Linked DNA regions of Hordeum vulgare: region 2 is linked to region 1. Evidence: chromatin contacts called from public Hi-C data. All regions are on one chromosome and are shown on one strand. The core of a region is the stretch at or near the end of the contact, and the rest is flanking DNA. Distances in the headings are between cores, read along the strand shown.

Evidence for each region. A called contact is a pair of places that touch in the nucleus more often than the background predicts.
Region 2: a Hi-C map of seedling shows a contact between it and region 1, with 3 times the contacts expected there. The contact joins the promoter of LOC123410652 here to the promoter of LOC123407578 in region 1. A contact is called at or near these places in 2 of 6 Hi-C or Micro-C datasets (leaf and seedling) and 1 of 1 datasets of contacts at active chromatin or transcription factors (embryo).

Annotation. Positions count from the first base shown.
Region 1 is chr7H:532,608,331-532,614,135 of MorexV3_pseudomolecules_assembly, reverse strand. LOC123407578 reads left to right here and starts at 3,047. Exons shown (of 14, transcript XM_045100745.1): 1 at 3,047-3,314; 2 at 3,960-4,041; 3 at 4,165-4,268; 4 at 4,452-4,578; 5 at 4,659-4,753; 6 at 5,022-5,145; 7 at 5,607-5,687. The coding sequence starts at 3,274.
Region 2 is chr7H:532,769,928-532,776,419 of MorexV3_pseudomolecules_assembly, reverse strand. It overlaps LOC123410652 (serine/arginine repetitive matrix protein 2), which reads right to left and starts at 1,599. Exons shown (of 8, transcript XM_045103593.1): 1 at 852-1,599. The coding sequence starts at 1,448. It overlaps LOC123413624 (mediator of RNA polymerase II transcription subunit 10b-like), which reads right to left. Exons shown (of 5, transcript XM_045106560.1): 3 at 6,336-6,438; 4 at 5,179-5,268; 5 at 4,650-4,721. The coding sequence ends at 4,650.

The DNA.
Region 1 (5,805 bases), core at 1,798-4,297:
GGTATCCACTGCCCACCAGACTTCAAGTCTCATATTTGACATTGAAGCTTGCCTTTTTTCGGATTTATTTTAGGTCTTCCGACAATATGCGTTCAGTAAGAGAAGACGTTTTCATCGACTACAAAGGCGTTTGTGGTGACTTCATCAATCTCAAGATGATGTGTCGACTCAGTTTCTTGGAAGTGTTCATAATGGTAGGTATTCTTGCGTATGTTTACAAGAATGAGTCTATACTCATATATATATATATATATGAACGATTTCGAATATACTTTATTAAAAAGAACTATGAGATGCAAGAGCGTAATGCATGAGACAAGACAGACAACACACGGAAGCCACAAGTAGCCTATGGGCCGCATGACATCGCCCAAACAAAAGAAAACATAAATCTTGGGATGTGGTCCTATGAATATGCATTTAGAGATGCCATCCTTATTTCTCATCCAGATGTGTTTTATCAGTTCTTTGGGAGAAAAAAAAGGCAACGTAATATTTCTTGATGTCGGGGCTGACGAGCATTTAAAGGGAAAAAAACTTGTATGTATTTAAAAAAAATAATCATCCGTATATTTAGCAAAGCTTCACAAGTTATTTGAGAAACCTGATTCAGACATAGCTTTGCGTGCCTTTCCCCCATCTACCTGTTCTTTTTTTCCCTTTGAACGCATTCGGCATTCACAACCCTTTTCTCATTTGTGATGAAGGCACATGAAAGGTGCGAGTTGGGCGACGAAGACTCGTGAAAAAACAAACCCGTCCAGGCCCACTCGCAGTTGTTCACAGGCGCACCCGTCCGTCACCTTCAGAAAAGTCCAAGCCACCAACGAATGCACATACCCAAACTACCCCCACACTCCTGGAGTTGGTCCCACAAGGTCGCCAGTCGCCCCACAAGGATAGTCGCACTCACGCGTCCGGCAGGTCTTCAGGCCCACTCGATGACTACTGGGCCCCGCGTCAGAGCATCAGCCTCTCCTCTCGTTCCTCGGAGAGGTGGTGGTGGACACTGGACAGGGCAGCAGCTCGGGGCCCGGGAGCAGGTGAATACTCGGGCTTTGCGAGCTCCAAGTTCACGACGTACTCCAACTTTTTTTTGTAGCTCTAGCAATTTTTGCGTCCAGCAGCTTGGCGGGGGCCTCATACCGAACTGCTACCGTATTCAAGATTTCAAGTTCCTTTCCAGTTGTTTAGGACGTTTGCGGCGACGACCCTAGGGATATGCACAATTACTATATAAGCAAGGGCTTTCTCAAGAGAAACACCGACGCGACGAGTGTCTATTGTTTTTCAGGTGATGCATATGCTGAAGAAAGACAATAACAGGTTATAGAGCCAGATGTGTGAGTGTATTTTACGTCATTTTGATGTATTATAATGAGCTATGCTGACGGAGCTCATACATACAAACACATACATTAATTTACGCTCGTTGGTCTACTACATACGAGTGCGATTTAAATAGCTTTGCATCCCCAGCCCCGACGGAGCAGAATATGAGATAGGCATCTCATCCTGGACCAGCCCTTCCATGTGCAACCAAGATCGCATATCTCAGACGTAATGAGTATAAAAAAACATGTGAATGGGATGCCATGAACAATGAATTTTTGTATGATCGCCAACACAAAATTTCTCTCTCTCTCTCTCTCTCTCTCTCTCACACACACACACACACACACACACACATTTTAGAGCAATAGATATATAGAGAGAGCGCATTGATCTTCACGAGGTTTAAGCTCATGTTAAGTTCTTACAAAACTCAACGACATAAGAATGTGTTTCAAAGAAAAATGGCAACTCCAACTCTATAACTGGAAAGACCACGGAGGATAGTATAAGTTTCCTAAAAAATAATTACGATATTCATATTTGAACTATGCCCAGGGTGAGTTGGAGCACTGCAACAACATTTATTTATTGTCTGGTTTCAGATTTTTGGAGTTTAGATGCTCTTTTTGCCAGGGGTGGAGGGCAACATCATGCCGACCCCACGCTTGCTTCGCTATACTATAGCGATAAATTCCCATAGAGTGTGCTATAGAATGCCACATGATGCATGACTTTGGTTGTCGACATTGACATGCCCCGTGAATGATTGTCTACGCCATTGCTTTCCACGAAGTGATCATCGACGAGATATTTATCGCCAAAGAAATGCTCAGTGATAACCCGACTAGATAGTTCAATGAGCTCTCGCTATATATATTGTACAAGCTGTTTGAGAAGGCCTAGCCATTATTCTATTTAGAGCGTCTCCACAAAATTGCTCCCTCGGTGCTTCACAGTTGCAATATCCATCATTTTCTAGGAAAATGCTATCTGGCTGACTTATTCTAGTGAACTACTCTCTACTTCACAGCCACATGATTCAGATCACACAAATGGCAGTTTCTGAATAAATTTGCCTCAAAATAAACGAACCGTCATGCACTACACTAAAAATGACACCCCAATGACACTAAAAATGCCAGGTCGTCCGCAAATGCCATCTCCGACAGCGAAAGTTATATTGCGGTCTTCTTTTTAGGGGTACTATATTCATCTCTTTACAACTCGCATCCACATCCTAATCCTAACCAGAAAAGAGAAGCCGAGAAGCAGTGCCGGTACATGGCCCGTGCAAAAGCAGACCAATCAGCGCACAACTGCCACCGCCTTTCGGGCCACGCCCCATGTACGCCCCATGCACGGCGCATGTGCCGCGAGACGGCGCCGCACATGCGTCCCGGAAAACCTCAGGGGCTAAAGTACAAAAGCGCGAATAAACAGCAGCAAAGCAAAGCCCCATTTTAAACCCAGTTTTATATTTTTTTTCCTCGTCACATCGTCCTCTTTAACGTTCACATTTCCCACGCGGCCCATCCCTCCCAACTCCGTCCGTCCGATCCCCCGCCGCAGCCAGCCGGCCCCACTCGCTCCCCGTCCCCGTCGCCGGCGCCCCGGAAAACCCCGCCTCCCCACGCCGCTGGCCGGGCCTCGCGGCTCGCGGCGGGCATTTCGAGCTGCGGCTCGCCGGGGACCGCGCCGGATCCGGCGGGACAGGCTCGGCGGTGCCGCGAGCTGCCGCTGCGGTCGGCGCAGATCCGTGGTTGTGCGCAGGGAATTTTAGGGGGTCGGCTCCCGGTTGGACTCGGCTCGAGTTGATTTCCGCGGGTTGGTGGAGGTAGGTTGGTGTGTGGGGGAAGCTGGTGGGCGGCCGCGGTACATGAGCCCCGGAAGCCTCCGCCGCCGCCGCTGCGTCTGTGGTTGGGGAGCTCTCGCGGCGCCATGATCGAGCAGTTCGTTAACTTCGTCATCCGCCCGCCACGGTAACCGCCTTGCTGGCTTATTCTCACTGCTTTGCCAAATTTTAGTTTGCTTTCAGCTACGAGTAGGTCGAACGTGCTACTTTTGACTTTTGTTGTCATAGTATAATGATGTCTACGTGCTTTCGATGGTCATACTTTGCTCTGCAAGTACGAGTGTACTGTGATTCGTCTATCAAGGCGTAATCCAAGCTTGTGGGGAATTGTAGTGAATTTTGGCATCTCATAGTAATGTTACCAATGCTCAAAGTGTAGCACTCGACAGCGTGTAAGTTATGTGCTCAAAATACAAAAGGTTAAGCAAGCGTATGAGCCAAAGTTTGTTGGTGAAGGCGTGAAGCCTTGCTATAGAGAATCGTGTACTAGTGTTCGAGGTGGACAAGTAGCTCCTCCTAATCATAAGTTCTCTAGTGGCAAAGTTAAACTGATCTGAGATACTAAATGGCAATTGCAACAAACTTTTGCATTTCGTTAACACATGTAGTTTCAACTCAACCGCGCTTCTCTCAAATTTAATTTATGCCTTTTCTTAAGACACATGAAAGTGGATGTTAAAGCTCCCAGAACTTTGGTATTCATCAAATGATATCCTTTTCTCTCTCTATATATGTACTGCTCTCAGCTGGTTAACTGGATGTATATTTACAGTGCAGAGTACAACCCAGATCAGTATTTATGGGAGCCAGAGTTTACTCTTGCAGGAAGAAAGTACAAACGAATAGATTTGGAGGCAAGTAAGGGGAGCAGTTATTGAGGCTCTTTGCTGGGTTCCATTTGCCAATGGAAAGACTTTATGCCGATTATCAACATTATTGTATATTGGACTTATTCTTGTACCTGTATGTTGTGGCAGCTTTCCAATGAAAGAAACCAGACCTTAAAGTGCAGCCACTATGTTCCCGCCGTCATCCCAGAAAACACCGCCCTTCCATGTGTGATCTACTGCCATGGGAATAGGTACTGACATTCTGATTCAGTGGATTTGGAAATATAGTTGTCTATGTTCTACTGTTTAACAATAAACACGTAGTGATGTATCAGGATTAATGATGGCATCTATTTTCTTTTCACATTTAGTGTATACCTTAAATAATCACCAATAATGCTGGCCAATTGATTTTTTTTTTAAACCTAATGCAGTGGGTGCAGAGCAGATGCAAACGAAGCTGCTGTCATACTTCTGCCTTCAAACATCACACTTTTTGCACTTGATTTCGCTGGATCGGGGCTATCAGGGGGAGAGTATGTCAGCCTTGGTTGGCACGAGGTGAACATTCATTATAAATTTCAAACAACTTTTTTATAATTTAGTGATTGCACTGTTCTGAAAAAACATACAACTACCAGAAACAGGATCTCAAGTCTGTGGTGTCCTTTTTGCGGAAGAATAAGGAAGTCTCTTGCATAGGTCTTTGGGGGCGTTCGATGGGTGCTGTTACAAGGTATTTTGGTTACAGTGCTTGCTTTCTACTTTTTTGTTGTTGCAAATTTCAGTGTCCTATTTCTCTTAATGCTGTAATGTCTTTCGTAAGTGTTCAGACTTCAGATACAACATAATACATTTATGAACCTTAAGAGTTTCTCTGTATTATTGAAATATCCTGATATTTGACGGTACTCTTCTCCATAAAATATCTTAAAGACTTAGGTTTTAATGCATGGAATTGTATTTTGATAGTTCATCACTTCTTTGTCCAAACTTTGATGCAGCCTGCTGTATGGAGCAGAAGACCCCTCAATTGCTGGCATGGTTTTGGACAGTGCTTTCTCTAACTTGTATGAGCTAATGCTAGAGCTTGTTGATGTTTACAAAATCAGAGTTCCTAAGTTCACGGTATGCTTATCTCTGCATAATATTTTCCTTCACTTTTATGATTGAGCTGATTTTTAGGAGAGGTGCGCTTTCTGTAGTTGACAAAAGATAGACTTTGGCGAAACATGGTTTACATGCTAATTGGTGATTTATTTTGCACAAGTGTCATTGTAGCTGTGCTCGAACTATCTTCTGTATGTATACACAAAAAGTGTTGTATGTGCAAAATGAAATGTACCGTGTTTACGTCCAGGAATATTCCGAACCTTACAATGAAATTTTCCAATTCTGGAAGTCTTCCAGCACTCGTTGGTTTGGTTTGCATGGCCCTAGTGTATCCTATACCATCTCTATTCTTAAATCTAGGTTGCTAGGGAAGCAAACTTTTGAATAAGCTATAGATTGAATTTGTGTATGAAATTACTTGCAGGGAATGCATAACATGAACATTTTACTGCCTCTCATGTTCTATGTGTTTTCAGGTTAAGATGGCTGTCCACTACATGCGCCGTGTCATTCAAAGAAGAGCTAAATTTGACATAATGGATCTTAATGTTGTTCAGGTTTGCCTTCTAAAATAGTACTATTCTTCTTGTTAATTACTAAAGAGCCAGATAGAACTTAAAACTAATGAAAATGTGATAGGTGTTAGGAAGTATTAGTATTCGTCTAGGAGTCCTT
Region 2 (6,492 bases), core at 350-2,849, 160 kb before region 1:
GAACACAAAGTGCACGATCAAAAGGCAAAAACAAGGAATCGGATGATTACTGACTTTGACGAGAATTGAACAAAGCGCACTAGGAGTTAAAATTAAAAGGCACATTAGCAATAATAAAGCAGAGTGATAGCCTAGTTTTGAACACTATTCAGAACTCATAGATAACATTAGGGCATTCTTAATTTCATTCTACCAATGAAAAGGCAGAGCTCCTGGCAATAATTTGAAAAAATATATACTTAATTTCAAGCTATCAACGGCATTACGTTTACCTACTTGCGAAGGAACAGAGGATAAAAAAATGACTTCACAGTGATTCCAGTCACTTGTTTTGTTACAAGAAAAATTGACATTGTGTAGGACATTCTGCTGTTGAATTCCAAATAATAAACCGTCTTATTTCCATGGAAAGCATCCTATTGTCATGGGCATACAATTGGCAACGTATATCTGTTGTATAATATAATTCCCCACTTCCTCCAATCTAATATTAATTTTGGATTGTCCATAATAGATCTAAACAAGAACACAGGAAATACCAAAGGAAAAAGTGCAAAGGCATGTGAATGTCAATTGTAAAGCATGAACTAAGAAACAGTAAAACATAACCAATTGCTCATTTCTGGCTTATCATGACAAGCATCAGTGTTTATTCCTAGTGCATCTGATACGGGGTCTACTTACTCCATCTCATCTATTCAATCTGATCAACTAGACTAGGGTACGTAATTAACACTGTTATAAATTCAAACATCAAATAGACTCGGATAAAAAAAAACTAAAAAAGAGATGCTATTTTGGGTTAAGAAATACAGTACTAGATTCAAACGTGAAATGCTACTGGAACTTACATCCGATTCACACCACCGCTGCCGGTCCGTGGAGGCACGGCGGTCCACCGAGGCATACCGTTGCCGGCCAATCGAGGCGCGCCGATCCACCGAGGCATACCTCTGCCTCCTGGCGGCGACGGCCCCATTTTCAGCCGCGGAGGCCCCGGCCCGCCGCTCCGGCGGGGGCCGCGACACCGAGCGCTCGCGCTGCCTGGACGAGGCCGTCTCTCTGGCGTACCGCGCGGTGGAGCTCCGCCGGGCGCCGCGGCCCTTCTCGGCGGGCGCGGGGAACCTGAGCCGCCCGCGCGAGTCGTCGTCCCCGCGCTGCACCACCACCTCCTCGTCGTCGTCCTCGGACTCCACCCTGGCCCGGAAGAACTCGTCCGCCAGGTCGTCGAGGCTGATCTCCGGAAAGCCGCCCGACGGCCCCCCGCCCCGCACCTTGGTCACGAACCTCGAGGAGGGCGTCGGCGCGTCCTCCGGGGACGGCGACGGCGGCGGGAACCGGTTCAGGCTCCTCGACCGGCGGAGGCTGCCCCCGCCGCCCGCGCCGTCGGGCGTCCGGCCGCGCGCCGCGGCCCCGAACGCGTCCCTCCTCGCCGTCGCCGCCGCCATCGCCGCAGCGGCTAGGGTTTCGAGCTGCCGCCGCTAACCCCCACAGCTCCTGTGCTTGTCGCAGCAGGCAGCACAGCACTACCGGACCAGATAACGAACGGGAATGGCGAGGCGAACGGGCCTCGAGTGCGCCGAGCGAAATCGACACGAAAATCCCTTTCCCCCCCTCTGGAGTCTGGACTTTGGTAGCACCGCGCCCGTACAACAACGTGCGCCCCGGGCCCGCCTGTCATCGGGCGTTGGGCCCCGAGCGATGGCGTGCGCGTCGGGCGGTCGGGGGGAGGTTTCGAATTCGAAATTCGAAAACCGAAACCCGGCCGGGCTTTGAGGGGGGATTCAAACGATCATCCGTTTCGTCGGCACGTGAATGAATCGTAACTGCGCTGTGCCGCTGCAGGAAAGGAAATGATTGTCCAGCCGTGCAAGCATTTATTACGCCGGGGGGGAAACGTTGGCACGGGGGACGGGCTGTGGGTCGTTGGACGTTGCTGCCATGCCGACGCGTCGGCGTCGGTCGGTCGCCCGTGGCCTGCCCTCGTGTGCTCCGCCGAGCGCCAACCACCGCAGTTCGACGGAGCCACGCACGCACGCCGTCTGCGATGCAGAGCTCAGCTGCTACTGCTGTGCCGTGTCTGAGAATGAACTGGCTGCTCGTGGGGGCGAGCCGGGGGGGAAACTAGCGGGAAATTTTGAAGTTGCGGGGCACAGCTCGTAGCTCGACTTGCTCTACGTCGATCAGTGGGCCGCTCAGCTTTCCGAAGGCGGCTGCAGCGTGCAGTGGGGATAATAGTTGCGCCTCGGGCCCTCCTGCTCTTCTGTCCCCCTGCCTGCGCCTCGTGCTGATCTTTTTTGCTTTTGGAACGCACGAACCGCGACTCTTGGTACTCGAGGAGGGCAAAATTTCGTGTTTTTGATTTTTTTTTTATAGTGGATTCAGACTTTATCCTAATTTATAAAAAATTTGAAATCCCATCATTTTCTTACCGTCACAATCCATGACGGTAGGATATAACAGCCTATCGACAAGGTCCCTGACGATAGGGTTATACGTTCTACCATAAAATAAAAATCTAAGTTGCAAACGCAAGGTGTGCACGCACCTACCATCGAACGCCTTGGCGGTAGGGTTGCACACCCTACCACCCGTGTGGCGATAGGGATGTGTTGCCTGACGTGGTCAAGTTGCCTACCATCGAAGACTTTGGCGCCAGGCTGTTGTACCCTACTGCCATGACGCCTTGCGGTAAGAAAAGGGTTAGATTTGATTTTTTTCTACAAACTAGGGTCAAATCTAGATCAACTATCAAAAAGGATCAAAACACGAAATTTAGCCGCCTAGAACCAAACCATATCATATTTTTTTCTATGGTCTTGTACTAGTAAAAATGTTCGTGCGTTGCAAGGGAAGAGAAAAAATACCACACGCGTTTAATTTATAAAAAATAGTCTATAATCAGGGAATTTGTAGCTATAGTTTAAACAAAGATGGTCTTAGCCTACGAAGCGCAGTTCAAGATCACACATGTATTCTATTTCAATACATCTTGCATGCAGATTTAATTCATGCAAAGAAATGGGTAAGTGATCATGCATTTATTCATGCCATGGGTGAAATAGAGTATCGTTACGGGCTAGTAAAGAAAAACGACAAAAATAAACAATTAAATATTAGCACACTACGGAGACATGTATGCATCCAAGCCGGTTTTTAGTTTAAGCATCACCAACTTAGGATACCTCTTGAACAGTTTTTTCAGGTGTATATTTCTTAAATGCATGACGAGTTGTTAAAAAGATATGCATGATTTTCTAATCATAAAGATAGATTTTTTTGTTTAGAAAAGAATATTTTTGTATGGCCTCGTGTGGACGCAGGTAATTGTGCCCCTATTTTATCACTGTTTGCCATACATCTCATAGGTATTGGTCACTGTTTCATCACTATTTATATGTTATAAAATATGTATTTTATTTCATTTTTTGTCATGCATGTCTCCTTTTTAGTTTTTTTCATGCATGTCCTCTTTTTATTCTTCTTATATATAGGAGAATAGCGGAACATCTCATCTTTATCGGATCTCCTTTGCATATTATTTTTTATTTTTTTATAGCGGATATCTCATCTTTATTGGGTTCTTCATTTGTTTCTTGTCATGCATGTACTTATTTATTGGGTGTTTCTAGAAAATTTATCTTTAATTTCGTACCCAGTCCTGATTTTGCTGAGGTGTTCATTGCCAATACGAATCAGTACCGGTACAAAAAAGAGACAAATAATGCATTATTGATTAAGATTGCATCCTAGATAGTACTTTTTAAGTTGTTAATAAGTAAAATAACATCATATTCATATTTTACATATTTTTCTAATCAAATTCATATATAGCATGTTAATTTTGAAAATATGGTTTAGAAGATATTAGTATTTTAAAAAACATTTGATATGTACTTCGGGTTTAATGTCAAAACATTAGAGGTTTTTTTATAAAACAGCATGACAGACTAAAAATACTTATTTACTTTATTAATAGATATATGTTGTAATACTGAGGTAATAGTATTCACAACTTGGCCAATCATAGTCTTCAGCATCTTAACATGTAGGTTATACTAGTACAAATGCCCGTGCGTTGCAACGGGCTATAAATTTAATAAAAGTCGGTCTTTATATTTTTATTATTATAATTAATTGATTTTCTATGATTAACAGTTTCATTTATAATTTTGTGCACTGTTTGTGCTTGGAACAAACATAACGACCTGTTATACACAACACACACAATATCAGAAAAGGGAAAAATCCAAGAAGAAGCACCGGATAACAGCTCTCCCATGTGGCGGTTCATGCACTTGCAAGAATCTTCTACCTCATGATTAAATCATCGTATTAAATGTTTTTTAAAATTTTAAAAATGATTTATCTCACAGATTAATAATTTGATTGAAGATTCGTCTTCATCGTTAGGTTCGTTCCGATGAGACCTTCAAAATAAGATTCCATGCAAATCTAGCTGAGTAGCTAGTTTCATAGGCACAAATTATTCACTTCAATACAGGTAATTCACAGCAAATATTGATCACTCCTATGAGGGGGCAGCAGAGAATACAAGGTTATATTAGTTGTTGGTTCACAAAACCTTCCTAAGAAAAACTATAGCAAATATAAAGAAAGATCTTGCTCTTTGCACTTGGGTCCTTCTGTCAATGCTCAGGTTTCACTTTGACATCTCCATTAGAAAGAGCACTTTGGGACTGAGCCAACCTCTTTGACTCCTGGATAAAAATGAGTCAATGAGAAGCTAAAGCAGCAAAATACAAATGAATGAATAAGAATTATTTTACGCTCATTTAACAATCCAATCTGAAAGCTAAAAATTAGCAGGACGAAACCGTAGTTGTGTAAATCTACAAAGAATGTATCACCAACACAAAAGTAAATTCTGACCTCACCTAGATTAAGTCTTGACACCAAAATCGGCTTAAGTAGCAGGTTCCAACAAAACATAGATATATACAGGTCTTGCTCTCACAACTTCGGGAAGGGAGCGAAAGATGCATTGAGCGATGTGATAACTAAAACATGGAGCTGCATATGATTGCTAAAGTAGTAAAATATGATCACTACACTGTTACTGGTCGACTGGAAGATGAGCGTTAAACAAAAAATTTAGTGAAGATAAACATGTGAAGGAACAGCCGATCCTAAGAATGCATGCGTATTTCCACTTACAGCAGCAGAAGTAGCACGTATCTGCCTGTATGCTTCAACGTCGTGTGGAAAAGCTTCTTCCAGCTCCTCAAGAAGATGCTTCCTTAGGCTCTGAGACAAACATATTGACAATATTATTTCACAATTGTAATCGTGAACCAGCTCCTCTTGAAGATCGTATAAAACACAGACAAAAAGTATCATAATCGTAGAGGAAACAATTATACGAGCTTCTTGCGTCTATTTTGATCAAGAGTTCAGGATATATATCAGTGTACAAAAGTCATACGAACTCAGTGCCTAGAGTTGGAAGCAAAACATCACAGAAGAAAAATGGCAGGGTAAACTTGGCGAAATGAATGCACAGCTTGAATCATAATCAGAAGTAGTACAAACGTAGCTATGAGGATACGAGGCGGTGAAATGAAAAGTAGCCCCTCCTAATCACGACCAAGATAGTCTTGTCACAAACTGAACTCACGGTTATCCGTGCACCAATATATCATAACGAACACTACAAAATGGTAGGCCTCAGAGTTTGAGGTATACATCAGTTTCATAAATTATATACACATATTGGATATAAAATTGCATCTACCCTTCTTATAAAGCTCGATAATACAGTGACAGGAATCTGCATCAACAACAACAATGAACACTGGTCCTAAAATGGGGGTAACATGGAACACCAGAAAGCTTTGAATATGGAAAGTCTCCTTAAGAATTGATTGACAGTAGTTTGTACACCATTACCAATTTAAGGTGGATAGGAAGGGGGTGATTCTATTTTTCCTGAGAATAAGTTGTCATAGTGCAACTGAATTGCATAATGGAATTTAATTCATGAAAACAGAGATGGATTCCCGTGATTGTAATTTGGATGCAACTATATCGAGTGACAGGGCTATGCTGGTTCCTTTTCACATGGCCAACACAATGTATCCCCTTCAAACTACACCAATGTCGACTTATATGAAAAGAAGACTTCCCTGGCAGTAATACCAGTTATGTTTTCATCAAAAAGTTCCACTCGAAATAGATCAACAAGCTTTGTCAGTGTCGCTAATCTTCATCCACTGTGTCCTAAAATACTACAAACTGTATCGAGCATATCTATGGGTACGATTGGTTCACAGACGAACTTGTCCACACTTAACAACGATGCAAGCCATACTTACCTTGAAAGCATCGGTCCTGCCCTTGGTGATCTGGTTCTTGGCGATGCAGCTGTTGAGCACGTCCTTGGTGAACTCATCGGGGTTCTTCCCATCATCAATCAAACTAACAACGCAAGCAACAATCAGGAACACACACAGTTCAGGCGAGAGGGTCAAC